2 separate regions of the Macaca mulatta genome follow, and region 1 is linked to region 2. The links are chromatin contacts, called in public Hi-C maps. All regions are on one chromosome and are shown on one strand. The core of a region is the stretch at or near the end of the contact, and the rest is flanking DNA. Distances in the headings are between cores, read along the strand shown. Region 1 has its middle 81 kb from the start of FAM114A2. Region 2 holds the start of GRIA1 (glutamate ionotropic receptor AMPA type subunit 1).

Region 1 (7,387 bases), core at 2,888-5,387, 480 kb after region 2:
ACACCCAAGGCCAGGCCTTACTCCTCTCACACCTGTCCTCACCCCTGCACAGTCAGGCCTTCCCCTTCTCACGCCTGTCCTCAGCCCTGCACAGCCAGGCCCTGCCCCTCTCACCCCTGTTCTCAGCCCTGCACAGCCAGGCCCTGCCCCTCTCACCCCTGTCCTCAGCCCTGCACAGCCAGGCCCTGCCCCTCTCACCCCTGTTCTCAGCCCTGCACAGCCAGGCCCTGCCCCTCTCACCCCTGTCCTCAGCCCTGCACAGCCAGGCCCTGCCCCTCTCACCCCTGTCCTCAGCCCTGCACAGCCAGACCCTGCCCCTCTCACCCCGTCCTCAGCCCTGCACAGCCAGGCCTTGCTCCTCTCACCCCTGTCCTCAGCCCTGTGCCCCATGCCGAGCATGCGCCTGATTGTCTTGGCTCTGGCCTTACCGACATAAGGGCCTAATGTCCCCACCTGTAACCCAAAAGAAGGAAAGAGCCCAGGACCCCAAGAGGGTTTCAAAGGCTGCCAACCCCATGTGAGTGCCCGGCAGCCTCTACTGCCAAATCACCAGGGAACACAGACAAATGCCACCCCCGCCCCTTGAGTTGGTGAGAGCTATTTCCCACCACATCCTGTCCTCCCACCCACAATCTGCAAACCAGCATGTGTGCCTCCATTTCACTAATTGCAGGCTGACTGATGGGGCTGTAACAGCATTCTGGCTTCTGGGTACGGGCAATCAGAAGCCAGGCTGGAGCCTCGGCAAGGTACTGCCTGGACCTGAATGGGGAGCTGACACCTCTCCAGTTCCATGAGCCCTGGGGCCCGTTACCACATAGACTAGAACTGATCCTAACATCCTCCCCAGCTGTGGAGCTCAGCTCCTAAATTCCCCAGGAAGGGACTTGCAATTAGAACAAGGCTGTCAATCTCCTGACCTCACCAGGCCTCCTCCGACAATCCAGATACAGCTGAGATTCCAGCTGTGGGGAGGTGGGAAGGAGATCACACGACTTTCTTCATTGATTAGTCAGATAAACTGGTGGCCCCACCTCGATGCCTGCTTCCAGGCTGAAATTGATGTGCAAATTCGAGGGTTTGTTCATGAGTTCAACAGTTGCAACAAACACTGCTGACATGGGCTGAGTGGTTCCCGGGCACCAGATGCTCTCTACATATTAGTTCATTTAATTCTCACAGCAGCTTTATGAGATTGGCATTCACATCTGCTTTTTATAGATAAGGAAACTGAGGCACAGAGCAGTTAAGTAACTGTCTTAAAGTCACATGGTCTCTTAGTCCATTTGGGCTGCTATAACAAAACACTGAGTTGCTTATCAAAAACAGATATTTCTTTTTTTTTTTTTAATTTTACAAAAAAGTAAATAGGATACATGTGCTGAACATGCAGATTTGTTACATAGGTACACATGTGCCATGGTGGTTTGCTGCACCCATCAACCCATCATCTAGGTTTTAAGTCCCACATGCATTAGGTATTTGTCCTAGTGCTCTCCCTCCCCTTACCCCCCACCCCCTAACAGGCCTGGTGTGTGATGTTCCTCTCCCTGTGTCCATGTGTTCTCACTGCTCAGCTCCCACTTATGAATGAGAACACGTGGTGTTTAGTTTTCTGTTCCTGTGTTAGTTTGCTGAGAATGATGGCTTCCAGCTTCATCAATGTCCCTGCAAAGGACATGAACTCATTTTTTTTTTTTTTAATGGCTGCATAGTATTCCATGGTGTATATATGCCACATATTCTTTATCCAGTCTATCATTGATGGGCATTTGGGTTGGTTCCAAGTCTTTGCTACTGTAAATAGTGCTGCAATAAACATACGTGTGCATGTGTCTTTATAGCAGAATGATTTAAAATCTTTTAGGTATACACCCAGTAATGGGATTGCTGGGTCAAATGGTATTTCTGGTTCTAGATCCTTGAGGAATCGCCACACTGTCTTCCACAATGGTTGAACTAATTTACACTCCCAACAACAGTGTAAAAGCATTCCTATTTCTCCACATCCTCACCAGCATCAACAACAGAGATTTCTTTCTCACAGTTCTCGAGGCTGAGAAGTCCAAGACCAAGGCATCAGCAAATTCAGTGTGTCGTGAAGGCCAGTTTCCTGATTCATAGACACCCGACTTCTTGCTGTGTCTTCACATGAGAAAGGGAAGACAGGAGGGATCTCTCTGGAGCCTCTTTTATAAGAGTTTTCATCCCATCCATGAGGGCTCGGCCCTCGTAAACCAATTACCTACCCAAAACCCCACAAGTACTCTCACACTGGGGATTCAGTTTTACTACATGGATTTTGGGGGCACAAACATTCTGTCTACAGCACATGCCTGATAAGTGACGGAATTGGTATCTAAATTCGGTCCATCTGGTTCCAAAGCCCATACCCCTAACTGCCACCTTGTACTTATCAAAAATCTACTCTAGGTATTGCAGATGTATATTAATTCACATGGAGACATCTTACTCATTGTTATTATTATCAATCTATTATTGAATGAAAAAGAAGTGGCAAAAGAATGTATAACAGTTTGATTCCTTTGGGAGAAAAAAATATATATATATGAACATATAATTGCAACAGCTAGAACATAAAAAGTAATGTACTGTGACAGGTGATGGAGGAGGGTGGCTACAAGTGTACACTTGAGAGTCAGACAGACCTCAGCTGAATCCAGGAAGCCCCACTCTCTCCCTGTGTAGCTGTTTCCAGCAATCACTTGCCCTCACTAAGCCTCAGTTTCCTCGCCTGTAAATGACAGGCTGAACCTAAAATCATCAGTGTACAGGTCAAACACAAAGAACCATCTAGTGTGTTATTCCATTTATATGAAATGTCCAGAAATGGCAAAACTGCAGAGACAGAAAATAGATTAATGGCCCCCTGGGGCTGAGCGTAGGAACTGAGATTAACTGTAAATGAGCCTAAGGGGTTTTACTAGGATGATAGAAATATTCTAAAACTGGACTATGCTGATGGTTGCACAACTTTTTAAACTCACTAAAAAAATCTGTGAATTGAAATGATTAAGGAATTAAAATGGATGGACTTTATACATAGAAATTACACCTCAATAAACTTCTAAAAAATCATGTAAAACTGCTATTAAATAGTAGGCCCTCAACAAATAGAGGTGGTTATTACCATTACAATTGTTAATGGAATTATTAACAGGTTTAGAAAGTGGTATTCCCAATAAATTAAAAAATTTTTGCTTATGCTTACCTGTAATTTTTACACTTGTACAAGAGATGTATTTCTTATACAATAAAAAGAGAAAGGGAAAAAAATCAATTCCATTAAAATATCATAGAAGGAAAGGATCCTATTATCATGGGAATGATTTTAATTTTCCTCCCTCGGCTTATTTTCCATTTTGCAACAATGAATGTGTACTGCTTGGATAAAATAGTGGATTATAGTTTTTCATAAATACCTTACGTTATATTCCATCTTGTGCTAGACACCAGGCAGCATATAAGGCGATCTGAGAGGTTGCCCCCTAAGGTCTTGCGGTCTAGAGTGGAGGCAGGATAGATAAAAGACCCATCTGGAAAGTTGGAGAACAAGCAGTTCATGCTAAGAAACCAAATGAGTTGCCCCCCAGCAAGGCTAGAGGGCCCCAAAGAGGAGGAATGTGCTGGCTCAGGGCCAGGAATGCTCTCCTGCGGCAAGCCTGGAGCAGGGCCTGGGGAGATAGCCAAAGAGGTGGAATGTCCACATACTCATAAATATTAACTGAGCACCACCTCCATGCCAGACCCTGCAAGGAGCTGGCGATGCATGGTGACAGGACAGACAAGGTCCCTGCTCTGCGATGCCACACTCCCTGGGCATGAAGGGGTGTCGAGACCCTGCCGCCTTCAGCTTGGCTCTGAGCACAGCATGCAGCAATTATCCTTTGTCTGGTCGATGTGCTGGTGCCTGGGGAGGGTGAGGAGGTGGGGAGCCTCCTCAGGGACTCCCCGCTGCCCAAGCCCTCATCCACAGCTGGGCAAGGGCAAGAATTAGAGAAGGCCCAGAATTACAACCAGGCCTGGGTTCTCATGCTGGCACTGGTTCCACAGGAGTAAGTCCCTTCCTTGCCCAGACGTCAGTTTCCTCAGTGTAATGGTCATGCGCTGCCGCAGCTCTGTAGCCAGAGCTTCTAGCTTCAAGCCTGGCTCTGCTACCTACCCAGCAACTTGACCTCAGCCAACTTTCTTAGCCTCTGAAAGCTCCAGTTTCCTCTTCTGAGAAAATGGGTGAATTGCTAGCACCTAACCCAGAGAGGTTTGTGGGGATGGGGAGGACTGAACAAGGTAAAGCATAGAAAGCTCGGAACAGGGTGCCAAGCATATACTTGGCAAATGTAAACTACAGCTGCAGCTTACTTCCAAGTCTACGCCGATGGCTCTAGGGGATTCGGAATTCCTGGGGCATCCCAACCTGGAAGATTGTGAGGTAACAAACAGCACCAGCTCAGCAAAAGCATGCCTAACAGGATAGATAGAATTTGGGAGGGAGAGAGGGGCTGTAAAACCAGGAGCGGAAAACAAAAGATTATGTTCCTCCCATTAGCTTTGCACGCCCCTTATCCACATACTCAGTCCAGGGCTGACACCTGCTGGCTGGAGAGGAGCATTGCAAAGAAAAGAGACCTTTCCCACTGGCTGGGGGATCTGAAAGCAATGTTTAACCCCAGAGAGAAAAGACAGGTGGAAGCCTTAGATATGAGGATGAAGGGGTCTAGGGATGTTTGCATTGGAAAGGTTTAGGTAGAAGGAATTTAGGCTGCTGTGGAGCTAAGAGACCCAAGTTCAAATCTCAGCTTTTCTACTTATCAGCTGTGAGACTGAGACCTCCCCATGTCTCAGTTTGCTTATGTATGAAACGGAAATAATAGTGTCTCATTCTACGGTGAAACTGCACATAAAGTGCCTGACAGAGTTGGTGACTCCGTAAAGGTTATTTTTCCCTCTGGATGTCTTCACCTCATTCCTGGGATCTCTAAGGTGAAGTACCTTGCAGGGGTCCTCAAACTAATTTATGTCACCATCCCCAAGTGCCTATCAAAAACACAAATGCTCAGGCTCCCCTGATATTGCTGTGGATCAGCTCTCTGGGGATGACAGCCTAGGTGTCTGTGTTGTAGCAAACTCCCAATCCTTATGCCCCTCCAAGTTTGAGGGCCTCCAGAGTCGTGTCAGAGCACCAGACTAGGAGTCTAGCTTTGGCTCTCCCAGGGGCATTCCGTCGGCCTCTCTGTCTCCATTTTCCCACCCACTAAGTGTGACCAGGAGTCCTGCCTGGCATGCTTCTCCACAGGGAGGGTGCTTTGGAAACTGTGATGCTAATGCTGACATGAAAAAGCAGGAGTGTCCAGAATAATAGGGCACTTGCCCTCATGGGCTCTCTCCTTGAGAATGAGCTTAGGAGAGATGAAGCCACCAAAGTCAGGGTGGAGATGGAGGGAGATGATGGGGAGAAGAGGGGAAGCTGGCATAGCTCCTTCAGGGCATCCAGGGGCTGGCTGTGCAGGGATGGATGATCAGGAGCTGGTCACCCATGCACTGTGTGACCCATCCCAGCAAGAAGAAGAGGCAGGCAGCAAGGAGAGAATTCCAGCTGTGCCCACAGTAGAAGCCAGTGGGCAGAGTGGGAAAGAATCATGGCTGTGCCTAGAATCGCAGCCCCTCCACTGCCCTAGGGCCCTCCCAGGTTGCCTTCCTCTCCCCTCCTGGGTGCCTGTAACCTGGCTACATTCACAACCTCTACACCCTGGAGGCAGATGGGGTTTTTGTTTTGTATGTGTGTGTGTGTACAGTAAAATCAAGGCTCGGAGAAGAGAAAGGAGTCCCTTGCCGAACTTCTTAATGAATCCTCAGCCCAAACCTCCCTAAAGTTTCATGACAATAACAGAGGAGGCTGGTCAAGGATTATTTCTGTCACACAGAGGAGAAATCCAGATCAGAAATGACATGTAATTTATCCAAGAACACAGAGCAGAGTTGAGTCTCAGACTAGGCTATCATTACTGCCACATCGTGCATATTCATTCCTGCTACAGGTAAAAGATTGGGCCAGTGACCCCCTGGGTCACTTCCAACTCTCTATTTTCTAATTCCAGGACTGCAGTCTATTCTTTCAAATGTATGTCTTTCTGGTTCCCCCAGTGAACCAACAGCTCAAACCAAAATGGCCTCTTCTTGACTCCCTAAACAAACCCGAGACTTCCCACTTATTTTTCTGTTCCAAACCTCCCCTCACCACACCCAATCACACCCCCATTCTTCCATACTTGTGAACGTTCTCCAGTCCTTCAAAGCCCAGCTGAATTCTCACCTGCTCCAGGAAACCTTCTCCAATCCCCCCAGTGAAAAATAATATCGACTTGTGTGAGCAGGGAAATGGAATCAGAAATACAAGCTATTTAATGAGCAGCCCTACCTGGCGCTGTGCTATGAAACACATATACCTGTATTATATGCCTTCTATTCATGTACGTTATTTGCAGTGCAGTTAACCCTTGAACATCGTGGAGTTTAGGGAGCCAACCCCAGAAACAGTCAAAAATCTCTAACTTTTGACTCCTCCCAAAACTTAACTACTAATACCCTACTGTTCACTGGAAGTCGTACGGATAACATAAACAGTCAATTAATACATTTTTTGTTTTTTTGGGTTTTTTTGATGGAGTCTCTCTCTGTCACCCAGGCTGGAGTGCACTGGCACGATCTCGGCTCTCTGCAACCTCTGTCTGCTGGGTTCAAGCGATTCTCCTGCCTCAACCTCCCAAGTAGCTGGGACTACAGGCATGTGCCACCACACTCAGATAATTTTTGCATTTTTAGTACAGACGGGATTTCGCTATGTTGGTCAGGCTGGTCTCGAACTCCTGACCTCATGATCCAACCGCCTTGGCCTCCCAAAGTGCTGAGATTACAGGCGTGAGCCACCATGCCTGGCCAACTAATGCATATTTTTATGTGTTACATGTATTATATACTGTACTCTTACTCTAAAGTGAGCTGAGGAAGAAAACAGTATTTACTATTTATTATGTGGAAGTGGATCATCATAAAAGTCTTCATCCACATCTTCACATTGAGTAGGCTGAGGAGGAGGAGGAAAAGGAGGAAGAGGGACTGGTCTTGCTGTCTAAGAAGTATCGGAGGTGAAAGAACATCTGAGTGGAAGTGGACCCGCACAGTTCTAACTCGGGTGGTGAAGGGTCACCTGTGCATGATGTACATGTGTATATATTATCTCATTTCATCTGCAAAATCTCAACAAATAGTTGAGAACAAAGAGTAAGCCTGTCTTACAGATGTGGAAACCAGACCTCAGAGAGCTTATGTGGCTCACTTAAGGTTATCTGGAAGGCTATGGTATCAGAGA
Region 2 (7,328 bases), core at 1,251-3,750:
TTCTTTGTTCTCCCACTGTTGTGTTTACATCTTTTAGAGCACTGGTCATGGTCTTTCTGGATGAAAGTTGTCCAGGTTCATCTGTCTTCTTCTTCTGCCTCATTCACCTGCCTTGATGCAGAGACTGTGTCTGATTCCTCTTCATATCACCCAGCACCTAGCACCCTGTGAGATACAGAATAGGTTCCCCACCAACATTTGAAATGAAGAAAATTATAAAGAAACATGGCATAAACAGTTGAACCTAATGTAGTTTGACCTAGATGCCTACACTTGAAATATGTAACTTCTGTATTTAATCAGTGAACAACTATGTATTTAATAGACTGAGGGGAGCTATTGACCATACTTGAGCAGGGCAGTGATGTAGACCTCTGTTTTAGGAAGATCTGCTTGACTACATGAGTTATAATGACCATGGAAAATTTATATTTTTAACTACATTAAAAGTCCCCTCCTACAAAGTATGCAAAACAATTCTTACCTAATACGGGGGGATGGGGGCCTTGAGGTTTCGCTTGTGAAGGGCCTAAAGAACTTCCTCTAAAAGGTGACTGCGAGGTGTAAAGCCTTTAGTGACAGCCTGATAATTATTATTACCAGGCACAAAGCTTAAGGAACCTAAAAGATCCCCAGGTACTATTCCAAATAGTAAGATACAAAAAATGCAAATGGAGAAATTAAAAGATGGAATCATTAAATCACTGACTCTTAATGTTGGCTGAGACCTTAGAAGTGATCTTTCCTGATTCTGTTCTCTCATCTTCCTATGCTGATGCTGATTCTACCTTTAGAAGGTTCCCACCCAGTGCTTGCTGCTGTTAGAGCCTAAGAATTAAGAGCTGGGGCCTGATGGTGGTGTTTACTGTGTTTAAATGACCAATCTATTTCATTAGCAGTGAAAACTTCAGGTGAATTTTTAGACCTCTGTTTCTTTATCTATAAAATGGGCATGAGGCTACTTACACAGGTATTGTACAAAGAAATAATGCAGATGCATTGCTTAGCATGTTACCTGGCACATTCAAAATAGTGAATAAACATTAGCCTTAAAAATTATTTTAGCTAATTAATTAATATATCTGAAAGTACATAGGAAATCACAAAGCATTTGACCTCCAGGTTGTTCCTATTTTGGGGCTTCATTGTATGTGGTCAGATATTTTTTTACACATTCCAGTCCTTGTAGCTGTCACTCAAGTCCACATGATATACAGTCTTGGTGAGGGAAGTGAAGAGTCTCTGGATAAAATGGCCTATTCATATGGCAAAGCAAAATGGAGACCGAAGTCTATTATTTCTTTCTTACTAAAGACAAGGTTGACTTTCCTTTTCCCGGATCATCTCCTGTTGGACCGGAGACCTGGCCAGGGCGGTAAGTCAACTGGTAATGGCCATAGCACTCAAGTGTGTAGGCTGTACTATACATCTTAGTAGGTCTGTGTCTTTATGACTTAATCCCAGAAGCCTTATCTTTTTCATCTGTAAAACAGGGCTCATGGCCACTTTGCAGGATTGGAGTGAAGATAGATGGATAAAAAAACTGTAAAGTTCCTTCAAAAACTGTATTCTGTGGCTGCTAGTGGCTGCTGCTTTGCATTTAACACTGTTCTCCCAAACACAGTTGATCTCTCTACAGGTTATTTCAGCAGAAACCCTGGTCCAGGAGAGTCTATGAAGTTCCAGCTTACACCAGACACGACCAGCATCCAGAGAGAACTGAAAGAAGCTTGAATCCTCTCACTAGAATCCCTGCAAAATGACTCATGTAATTGCTCTGTGTAAGTATCCTTAGTCTTTATTGTACACCCACACGATTCTGATGCTATAGACTCCTGTGGAATGCAGGGAAAGGGAGAAAGGGGCCCATTTTAAATGCCTAGGATTGAAAAGAGACCACCATTTCACTTGTAAAGGTAGACAGGGACTATCAAATATCTGGTCAAAATACCTGCCAATCACTCCAGATCCTCCCTTGTTTGTCTATCTGTCATTCCTTCCATTAGGAGAGAGAAAGCCTTTTTTTTCCCCTTTAAATTTCCTAGGAGGGATTTCTAGGGTCTTTCCCTCAGGAATTAGTTGTAGGAATAATTGGGCCAGTGGAGTGCAGGAGATATATCCAGCGCAGCCCGTGGACTCCTAGAAAAAGTGACCTAGATCAAGCAGCTGGTGGATTGAGGACTATTGTGGGGACCCCCTGCCACCTACTGACTTACAGCTGAACCCACATTCCCAGCAGCTTCAGCCTGGGGGCTGGGGGAGGGGGCAGAGAGAGCTCAGAAAGGCGGGGGAGGGTAAAGAGGACTGCGAGGTTGCCCCTTCCAGGACCAAGCGCCACGTGTCACCTCCCCGCCCCCCCAACCTTTCTTCACACACAGAAAGGAGGATAAGGTGAGGACGGAAGGCAGGGGGAATAAGTAGGAAGGTCGGCTGTGGAACTCCAAGCTGGCTCGGTGGGTATTAGCATAGAGCTTACTGCCTGTGTGAGTGTGAGGGGGAGAGCGAGAGAGAGCAAGGGAGGGAGAGAGAGGCAGGCTGCGAGGGGAGAGGAGAAGGAGAGGGGGAGCCAGCGCTCCAGCTAGCATGAGGACGGGCTTCTCTTCCCGTGCTCAGTTAATCTGGCTGTCAGTTGGTGTTAACGCTGCAGTTTAAGTGCTCCGATTCCAAGGGAAACAGACAAACCTCACTGAAGGAAGGAAGGAAGCAAGCAAGGAAGGAACAGCAGGAGGAAAAGAACAGGCAGAACAGCGAGAAGAATAAAGGGAAAGGGGGGAGAAACACCAAATCTATGATTGGACCTGGGCTTCTTTTTCGCCAATGCAAAAAGGAATATGCAGCACATTTTTGCCTTCTTCTGCACCGGTTTCCTAGGCGCGGTAGTAGGTGCCAATTTCCCCAACAATATCCAGATCGGTGAGTGAGGGGGCAGCCTGGGGAGGGACTTTCTGGGTCTGGCCAGGGATTTTCTGGGGCGTAGGGGTTGTGTACCCCCTCCCCGATACTGACTGTTGTGCTTGGCTCCCTAAAGCTGTGCTGCAGTAACAGAAGGGAGACTTGGGCTGCCAGCCAGAGGAGGGGGCTTCTCCTGATCGGATGAGGGCAGAGGGGAAGTGTTCGCACACATACACACATCCCACTCGCACTCCAGGCAAGAGCATGTGAAATGGAGGAACTATCGCTTTGGAGGAAAAAAAAATCAGGCTGAAAGGGGTGGTGGGTGTTTAAGGAGTTAACTGTATTGCTTGGTAGATGGTGCTTGATTCCATTTTTAATGTAAGTATGTATGGTGTGTGTGTTTTCACGTGTGTGATTATATATTACATATGCACATATATATGTAATTGAAGGAGGCAGTGCTTTCTCTGCTAGGAGACAGAAAAGAGACCCTCTAGAAGAAGGAGTGAGGGGTGCTGGGTATATTGCAGCCACTGAAATAATGCCAGAAGGCCCCCACTCCAAGGCGGGTAGGCTCCCTCTCCTGCTCTGGACTCCTCCAGCTGCCTTCCCTTTGCTGTCTGCCATGCTGCGCTGGTGGTCTCCACTCCCCCGATCCTGGAACTTCCTAGCCTGCCTTTTCTCCGTTCCTTCCTTGCCCCTCCTCTTAGATTTCCTGTCCACAGAGGTCTACCTTTTACACACACAAGCACACACGCGTACGTACACATGCTCCTTTCTCCTCCTGTTGGCTGTCCGTTATCCTTGTTACTGGGCTCCATCCTCTCAACTTAGAGGCAGGTTGCAACATGCTGCCTGCTTTTCTTGTTCCCCATTTCCCCTTCTTAGTTGTTGCACTTCTGAAAGGCCCCGCCACCCTCCCTGTATTTCTGAGGGAACTGACAGATATTGCTACTCCTGATAATCATGAGGGAAAGCAAAACAAACAGGAGCAATAACGCCAACCACAAAGCATGTCCACAAGGGCTTGGGGCTTCCGTGTGACCAGGATTTCAGTGTCGTTTGTGTCCCAGAATGAAGCAAGCTGCTGTGTTTGGAAGCATCTTTGTTGGTTTGGTTTCTAGTCTCTCTTCCCTGGTAGGGAGATAGCTCCACTAGGGAAAGTTCGCATTACTGGGAGTTTGTGCCCTTTTGTGAGTGTGTGTTTGAGGGGGGACATGGTGCAATTGATATTTTGTCAGGCATATGTGTGCTGCAGTACCCATCTCTTTCGGCCTCTCCAACTAGCTGGCGGCTTGGAGTGGTCATGGAGTAACTTGCTTTGTTTCCTGACACCTGTTAAGCTACATCCTGAAGTGTGTATGTATCTGTGTGCTAGTGCCTTACACACAAAACTTCCTGCCTTCAGGGGAGACACTTCCCTTGTAGCCCAGCCTGTAGCCTTCTACTCCCCAACCTCCCACCCCTTCTCTTTCATTCATTGCAGAGGAGGAGAAAGGGGACAGGGCAGTGTTTGGGGTGTGGTCATCTGGGGGGAAAGGGGAGCATCAGAATCAATAATTTTTTTGTTGTTTTTATTCTTTAAAATGGGGGCACATGTACATGTGGAAATCACTGGCTCTTACATGTGGCATTGTTTACATTTGTGTTTATATACTACCTATCCTTTGTGGATGGGATGTGTTTGTCTAGTGTATTTGTATATATAGCAACTGGTATAAATGCATGAGAATGTTTTGTGTATGTGCTGTTTTCTCATGTATCTCTGCAGATTTTTAAAATTATATTTAGCCCTACCTTGGTTGTTTAACTGATAAAGCCATTGCTACTGTTTTCAAAAACAGAGATTGAAGCATTAAATTATAGAACAGAATGCTGAAAATATCATCGCCATCAGGTAGTACTTGATTCTATTCGTGTGACCTGTAATAAAAGGCTTGCAATCCATGTATTGGTTCTTAAAAATAAACACCCACTCTACAAGAAGTTAGAAGTGCATTGTGTTTGGACTATGATTACTGTCAGATCTGAGATAAACTTCTATGTAAACATCACTGTAGTTCAGTCTCTAGAAATGGCTGATTTTAATTCACAGAAATGTAATTGATTTACATGTTGACAGTAAATACAAAGGTAAGCCATGAACTCTTGTTTCTCGGAACAGGCACCCTATCAGGCACTTTGCTATACCTTTTACTAGAATAGAACGCTTGTATCCTCTTGAGATTCCTAAGATCCCACATCTTTGAAGCACAAGGTTCCACCATGCAAACACACAATGGCAATCCCTTATGTAACAAGTCATTCCTAGGTAACTGGGATCATGAGTGGTGAAAGAAGCAGCAAAACATTGTTTGCAGAAAAACAAGTGTTTTTAGAGAAAATGAATAATAAACCTTAGGGGCAATAGAATTGTTAGATTGCATGCAGGTCTTGCTAGGCCAAAGACTAAGAAGTGTCCAAGCAAACAGTTATAGTAGTGGAGAAGCCCACAGGGTCCCAGAGCTATATTTCAATCACCCTGCAGCATTGATTAGTACCTAATTCCCATAAAGCTCTCTGGTGAGAGATGGGGTTGATATAAGAAAAAGTAGACATGACAAGAGGGTGAGGGGGCTTATGTATATGTTTATATAAGAGAATAGCAGTTCCTAGGTGGTTTGCACAAGGGAGGAGGCAGAGAAATAGCACAAGTCTCCTGTTTTCTCTGACTTTAGCTGAGTTGAGGGGTACACAATCAAATGTCTGAGCAAAGTAATAGATATTAGAGGCCCTTGTCACAAAAAAGCTCATCTGTAGGAGCTTAAGTGTCAGCATCCAGTTAAGTCTATTTGAACTCTCATCTCTACCGCTCAAGGCTACAGCTAGTGAGTTTGGCATGGGGAGAAGAAGAGGACTCATCTGGGGTGAGTTGTGAGGAACTAAAACCTATCTCTAGCCCATATACCATGTTGCATTTTCTTTTCTACTAGGGGGATTATTTCCAAACCAGCAGTCACAGGAACATGCTGCTTTTAGATTTGCTTTGTCGCAACTCACAGAGCCCCCGAAGCTGCTCCCCCAGATTGATATTGTGAACATCAGTGACAGCTTTGAGATGACCTATAGATGTAAGTAATTGTTTCTATTTCTGAGATGTCTTTCTGCGCTAGACCAATGAAAGGAGGGCCTGTGGGTAGCTGGTGGTGTTGCAAAAATGACTTCAGTTGCCATTCGTCTTCATAAGAGAAAGCCCTCCAAGAAAAATGTCTAGAGGCTTCTGAGTGATTCCAGCAGTTGGCATTTTAGCCCCTGCAATGCTTCATGGAATGGATTTGCTTTTTCACTGTCAGCTAACTTTAAATGCCAGCACGATGGGTGCTTGGGTTGACTGCATCTTCCCTACCTTGCAGAGGTTTTCTGGTCCAGCTGAGAGTTTTGCACATACGAAACTTCTGAGAGACATAGAATTAAGGGTCCTGAGTTTATGAAAATGTGGTCTAAAATGCTTAAGGCATATCCTATCCATAAGTTAAATGGACAGAATGTAGCTTGATAAGAAAAAATAGTTGAGAAGTTGTATACGTCTGGTTCTTCATTTTCGGAAGTGACTAATAATTATTACAACTTGGCACCTTGGTCATTTTTAAAATGGCTTGAGAAGATTGGTTGTTTAAGACACAGTTTGTAGGATGGTCATTGAGCATCAAACAGAACAAAGGTGGCCTCAAGAAGCAGAAGGGATAGATAGATCTCTGACATCTGAATTGAATGCATTGTAAAATGTGGGCAACGAACACCATTCTGAGTTTTCCTGGCAACTAGGAATGAAAAGGAAGCCTGTGCTCACATGATTGGCATTTTATGACAGATGAAAGCATAAAAATTAATCAGGAAACACATTTTCCCTTCAGGGATTAAGCTCAAGTAAAAATTTATGGCAGGGAAGTGTGAGCTGAATTCACAAGAACGATATGAGACCCCAAACTGGATTGAATTGGCACAATAGTCTTGCTGTGTCACTGTTGACTTGGTGACTTCTGCTGAGCTGTCTGTGATGGAAGGCATGGACCATATTTCCTTTGTGTCTTTCTCATAGTCCCACTGGTGAGTTCCCAGTGATTCGAATAGGCTATGTTTTGAAGTCTCAAAATGAGAAGTCAGAATTCTTTCTATCCCTAAGACCACTCCTAAAATAATGTTGATACAAATTCCAAGAACTATAATTATAGCAGATTTCATTTATTGAGAACTTACTGTGCATCAGAACCATGATAAATACTTTATAGTCATTTATAGTCACATTCATTACCATGTATTAAGCATTGACTACAGCCCATGTAATGCACTAATTGCTTTTCATGTGTTAGCTCATTTAATCCTCACAGGAGCTTTGCAGAGTACTAGACATTATCTTCCTTTTATAGATGAGAAAACTGAGGCTACAACAGGTT

Evidence for each region. Hi-C and Micro-C count contacts between places; a contact is called where the count stands out from the background.
Region 1: a contact with region 2 is called in a Hi-C map of fetal cortical plate, with 4 times the contacts expected there. The contact joins the enhancer-like site here to the promoter of GRIA1 in region 2. A contact is called at or near these places in 6 of 14 Hi-C or Micro-C datasets (blood, cortical neurons, fetal cortex germinal zone and 3 more).

The regions. Positions count from the first base shown.
Region 1 is chr6:162,822,069-162,829,455 of T2T-MMU8v2.0, forward strand. No RefSeq gene overlaps it. Among named protein-coding and RNA genes, the nearest start is that of FAM114A2, 81 kb to the right of the region's middle. Within about 2 kb of position 4,138, at least 9 of the 40 cell types and tissues checked have an H3K27ac peak or open chromatin away from gene starts, as enhancers often do. A contact at or near this core is called in fetal cortical plate, where this site is marked.
Region 2 is chr6:162,344,418-162,351,745 of T2T-MMU8v2.0, forward strand. It overlaps GRIA1 (glutamate ionotropic receptor AMPA type subunit 1), which reads left to right and starts at 2,501. Exons shown (of 16, transcript NM_001265785.2): 1 at 2,501-2,913; 2 at 5,868-6,005. The coding sequence starts at 2,832.